Regions from separate parts of the Gossypium hirsutum genome. Here region 1 is linked to region 2. Evidence: chromatin contacts called from public Hi-C data. All regions are on one chromosome and are shown on one strand. The core of a region is the stretch at or near the end of the contact, and the rest is flanking DNA. Distances in the headings are between cores, read along the strand shown.

The links. Hi-C and Micro-C count contacts between places; a contact is called where the count stands out from the background.
Region 1: a contact with region 2 is called in a Hi-C map of anther, with 1.8 times the contacts expected there. The contact joins the enhancer-like site here to the promoter of LOC107914698 in region 2. A contact is called at or near these places in 8 of 34 Hi-C or Micro-C datasets (anther, callus and leaf).

The regions. Positions count from the first base shown.
Region 1 is chrD10:24,549,320-24,552,532 of Gossypium_hirsutum_v2.1, reverse strand. No RefSeq gene overlaps it. Among protein-coding and RNA genes, the nearest start is that of LOC107915202, 13 kb to the right of the region's middle. Within about 2 kb of position 1,507, at least 2 of the 9 cell types and tissues checked have an H3K27ac peak or open chromatin away from gene starts, as enhancers often do. A contact at or near this core is called in leaf, where this site is marked.
Region 2 is chrD10:24,470,219-24,473,200 of Gossypium_hirsutum_v2.1, reverse strand. LOC107914698 reads right to left here and starts at 1,472. Exons shown (of 4, transcript XM_016843703.2): 1 at 243-1,472. The coding sequence starts at 1,320.

The DNA.
Region 1 (3,213 bases), core at 258-2,757, 79 kb before region 2:
GATAAATTTACTATTTGATTTCTCATTATTTCTTTATTTCTTTTCTTTTTCTTTTTATTATTATTAAGAATCCTAAAAACCTTCTTTTTTATTTTATCATAATATAATTCATCTAAAGTACTAATTAGATCTATTTATGCTTAGGTTAAAATTAATTTAGTGCTCACCTCCCTTGGGTACGATCCTTGGAGTACTCATCTACTCCATTGTAATTATATTACAACCTGGCCTGTATACTCGTAGATACTTCTTTTTCATATATTTTCTGTAGGATTTTTACTCTAAACGTTGGTACGTTCGGAAGCGATCATATAGATAATGTCGAAATAATAATAAAAAAAGAAAATGAGAGATAAGATAAGAAAAGAAAAATGGATGGGGTGCAAGCAAACTAATTAGATACCACCAAGAAGTTTTTTCTATCATGACCCAAAAGCTTTATTTCAAACCCAAACCTAAGATATGAGAATTTTTTTTTTTTTAAATGAAAAGGGTAATCCCCATAACATAGCATATAATCTTATGTTTTATCAATGAATCAAAGGATGATATATTATTAAAAATTTTAAAATTAAATTCACCTAAATTTATATTTATTGATATGAAAAAGAACTTAATTTATCAGTTGTTTCAATTCGATGTCCTAATTAATGTTCCAACATAGATTGGAACAATGCAGTTTGACAAATATATTACAAAAGGAAGATAAGACAAGTAGAGAAAAGAACACACGATATTTATTAGTGCAGTTTGAATTCACCAATCCTACTTTGTACAACCTTACTTATTAAATAATTTTATTCAACAATGAATCAGGAACCTATTAGTTAAAACTCAATCTACTATTATACAACGAATACTTATAGCCTAGACAAAGTGCCCTAATACATTCACTTACCCCAAATCCTCACTCACAAATCACAATAACCTAATATAAAAGTGCAAAAATATTCACACATTTAATCGTGAACGGATAAGGATAAATTTGGTTTGAATCAATCAATCTTTTTTCGCTCTTTTCTTCGAAATAAAATTCACTAACAAGATAAAAAGTAATTGCAACTTCAATCCAAGAATCATTTGTTGATACGAAACTAATCATTAACGACATTTTAACTATTTAAATTCACGGTCCTAAGTGTTGTTCTAACTTGTTAAACCACTTACTACAAACAATTAAAATAATTTTTTAATTAAAACAATTAACATAATATACATAAGACAATCATTAAGGACAAAATAATCTCTTTTTTTTTTTACCGTAAACGATTTGTAATTCATTATCGTACTCCAATTCGAACATAAAATCCTTAATTATATAATATTATTTCGACTCATCCAAAAGGAAATGACCTATTCGTAAGTTTGTCTCCTGAACCTTCATGAAGGCATATGATATCAGTTTAAGACTAGAAAAAGTATGTTAAATGTACTAGATTAAGTTTGGTTTTGTTGTGTTGGATGAGGACAAAACTGAACAATATGTAATTTATGGAGGGGTTGGGTTCGTAGCCACATACATGGAAGATGGCAGACATGGATGGATGGATGGTTGGGACTGGAAGGATATTTGAGCTATCTATTTTTTTGTCAATAAATGCCATGGGACAATCGTCGCTTTATTTGAGAGTCCCAACTCCAAATATAATTTGCTTATCAATAAATCAAAGAAAAAGAGTGAAAATTTTGATTTCGATATTGAAAAGATAAGAATTAGTTGATAAAGAAAATTTAAAGTTGTTGCTTGTACTCCTCACGAAATATTTTTTTATACATGTACTCGCTTTTGTTATAGATTTATAGTTTTATTTTTTAACGACTTTAAGAGACGTTTTAAAGTTTTCTTAATTTTACTTAACAAATAATCATGACATTATATATATTGTTACAATTTATAAACACATAAATGGTTACAATCAAATCACATTTATATAATAATAATAATTGTTTTCGTAAGTATTCACAGATATGCTTTGCTCATTGATTCACTTATTGTGACACGTGTAGAGACTCGTGTTTTATTGCAAGTGAGTAATTTATATTATTTATGGAAACAGTGCACAAGTAGGTGTAGGACAAAACACGTTAGCGAATAAATACAAGACTTGAACAAATAATGTAAACAAATATTTATATTTATGTAAAAACACCATATCTGACAAACAATTAAATAAACAAGATCTTGAAAACTAGAAATTGAAAAACAGACTACAAACTCAAAAGATCAAAAGTATTTTTACATTGTTGCAAAACAATCCGAGCTCCCATACGTCGTCTGGTCCTAAGTCAAAGACTTACCTGAACACACAAATATAAAACCAAAAGGTGAGCTATAAAGCCCATTGTATAACCAACATCAATTATAGTTAACCAAACATAGTATATAAATTAGAGTAAACACAACGAACTTAATAGCAACTGTAAAACCAGAACGAAATAGACCAGAGTATCACAGAGGTTGTCATCATGCTAATATAACAGAACAACACAAACCCACCAAAACAGGATAGAGCAGAACTAAATAGAACAAAACAAAGCAGAGTAGAACGAAACAAAGCAAAACTGAACAGAGCTACGCAGAGTATGTATGTTTATGCAGATGCGGTATTTTTTCAAAACCAATCAAAATGTAGATTTATCAAAAAAAACATCCTACCCAACTCCACTACACACTAAAATATAGTTCCCCTAGAACTCATCCAGCCAAATCACACCAACAGATAACTATGGATAGTGTCACCAGAATTTTGCAGTTAAAACTGCCAAATCAGATACATGTGGTCAAGCCACTAAAGTGCTGCCAATCTGCCAGAATAAAAATATAGATAAACCACCAGATAATGCAGATAATCAAACTGCCAGAAACTTCCTCCTTTCACATCATCCCAAGTCCCATGCAATGTGTCATGGCATGCATATACAGAACCAAAGTGATAAGCATGTAAGTCATGCTATCGTACAATAATGGAGTTGGTAGGCATGGGAGTCCATGCGTTATAAAGTAGATTTATCGAAATGTAATAAATAATATCAGATTTTCCATGAAGTCACATGCATGGTTATAAATCAGAATCAGTGCCAATCAATTCAACATATTCGGATATCACATGTTCTTAAGCAACAGAGTCACGTAAAAGCGTACCAACAAACTTAATAGAATACAGATTGTACTTGGATAAGTCGCATACATTTGACAATAGCACATTACGTTCT
Region 2 (2,982 bases), core at 223-2,722:
TCACCATCAGAACTATATGATATCATTGATGTATTTATTTTGCAGAAGTAAACCATAATCCCAAATAACATCAATAAAACTCTATCATATGATGTATTAGAACTAATGCTTTGGACTCTTGCTATGTTAAGGTAGATAGACATTCAACAAGGTAATAGATAGTGATAAATACAACCAAAGGAGCACTTAAATGTTGAAACAACACATCAGGAAAAAAAAAAGAGATATAACACAAAACGTACTTATAATTGCAGGAGACTCTGCCTTCTTTCCAAAGCGATGACGCGTGTCAGAGCTCGAACCCGAACCTGAACCGGTGTTCTTCTGATGCTTCCAGCTTCCCAAGTCCTCATACTCTCTGATCACATCTTTACCAAGACTATTATATACATCCCTCCAAAAACTCCTTTGTTCCCCAACCTTGGCAAACCTCAAAGCCTCTAACTCTTTTCTTGAGTACATTATCTTATTTTGAGTTTTGCTTTCTGTCTTACCCTTTTGAACTTCAAAAATTTTGGTTGATTCCATATGTCTCATAGCCACTGATTCCCCTAAGACCTCTTTTACATTCTTTCCCTTTCTTCTTGATCTTTTAGCTTTCTTACCATCAATTTCATGTTCCCCCTTCTTCTTCTTCTCATCTTTTACACTGCCATTTCCAGTTTTGGGGAGTGGAAATGATCCAATCAAAGCCGTATCATCGATGACTTCAATCTTTAAAGACCCTTTAACAGGCAAGTCAAGACCTTTGGTACCACTAACGCCGTTTCCATCATCAATCTTGGACGAGTTCGTTGCAAAACCAAAGACGTTTCCAACTTCAAGCTCAGTCAAAAGTCGTTTCTTTTCAGCTTCCAAGACATTTTCAGATTCCAAAGATTTTCCTTTTGCCACCCTTTTCTCCTCAAATTCCAAACCGGTCCCGAGATGTTCCTTGTTATCAGCTTCAATGGTGTTGACTTGGATATCAACTTCTTGAACTCCAAAAGAATCCTCTTTGCTTTCCACCTCATCCACCTTTTCTTTCTCGAAAAACCCAGAAAGAGAGACATCCTTTGGAGCGAAAGAATGAAGACCCATTTCTTGGTTTTCCTGAGAAAGAAGGGAAAAGCACTTGGGTTTCTTCTTTGGACTGCTATGATCCATAGCAGTTACTTCTTGGCAGCCTTGAAGGCCCGAATCCCGGTGGTCGGCGGTGGATTCATAGAGAGAAGGGGAAAGGTGAGGGGGAAGAGAAGTTTCTTGTTGTTGTTCAGAGCCAGAAGTTGTTCTCCGCTTAGAACAAACGTGTGAATCGGATTCCATCGCATAATCAGCCATTACTGAGAAAGAGCGAATGAATAAAGTGTTGGAAAGAGACGCTGGGGTTTTAGGGTGGGAGTTGGGAGGGAAATATATAAAGGAGGAGCAACAGAGGTAATCGAATTGAAAAAACAGATTGCATTGGGTTGTTTCGGTTTTCTCTTCATTTGGCCCATAATTTATACTCATTTTCTTGCTTCAAAGTATTCTCCATTATGCCTCACTTAAATTTAGCTCACTGCATTTATTTTGAATAATTTAATAAATTTATTTTTTATATTTATAAATTCTCATGATGACAAATTTTTCTCATCGGCCAGTGTACTACTTTTCGAGGTGGTGGATGTCATTTCTCCAATATTCTTATCATTCCACGAAATGTGAATATAAAACTACACTATTAAATTTAATTGTGTGCAAATCCAGTCATAATTAACCTACAAAAAGTAACATCATCAACAAACTACATCTCTTTGGAGATGATAAAGCATAGGCAACCATCTCATGTTAACAAATAAAATGTGAAAGGACAAGAACTACAATTAAAATTTCAAACATCAAAAGAAACCTAATTCTATGAACCTACTTATGCTTTTTCTATAATAAATTGTTATGATCATAAGTAATTTTAAAATAATAAAAATGAGTAAATGAGTAAAAGTTGTAGGTTGTTAGCCTACGCGGACAATTACAATTAAATTAACATATTTAATATAATATTTGATATTTGAACTTGACTTTTTTTTTTAATTTGGTACTTAGACACTTTTTAATCTAATTTGATATCTAAATTTGACAATTTTCCTAATTTGATACCTAAACTTCTTCTTCTTCTTCTTCTTCTTCTTCTTCTTTGTCTAGTTTGATACATAAACTTGTCAAACGTTACACAATTTACTCCTATAAACAAACAATATTATTTTTATGAGACAATAAAAATAACCGATGTATGACCACCATGTGGCAAAGGAAATGGAACCTTTTTTTATATTTTAAATGTTCAATTGCTTCTAATTTAATTTCTTTTAATTTTTAATTTAACATAATAAATTTCTTTTATTTTGGGTTTTTAACGCTCTTGTTTTTTTCTTCAACATCATCATTAAGCTTAGCTCAAAGCATAATTTTTTAACATGAGTTCCATCTTATACTAATAATATATTTGTGGAATTGAGGGCTTTGTGATGACCATACCTTAATTTAAGCATGCAATCCCTCTTGAATCATTCATGTAATCTCAACCCCAATGAAAAGTAAAATAGAGAAAACTTCAAATAACTGTAACAATTCCTGCCATTAAATTCCATGTAATCCGTCACATGTTGATAATACATTAGATATATTTGACAAGTTTAGGTATCAAATGTTATATTAAGGTAATAAAAAACAACCTTCACGAAACATTTAAATTTAAGAAAATAAAAATATTATATTAGGATAAACCACGCCATTAGTCACCCAACTAATAGAGTATTTTTATTTTGGTAATCGAAACTACAATTTCTATTCCATTACTAACATTTAAATTCAAATGTTGGAACGAATGAAAACAAGTAAGAAAAGTTGGACTGGAGTGGAACTCCTTAGAACTTGAAGCTGTTCGTAAGGATCTAGAATAACAAACATAAACATATTAGAAATCAAAGATGAAAGGAAAATGTGAAGGGTTGAATTATTTAG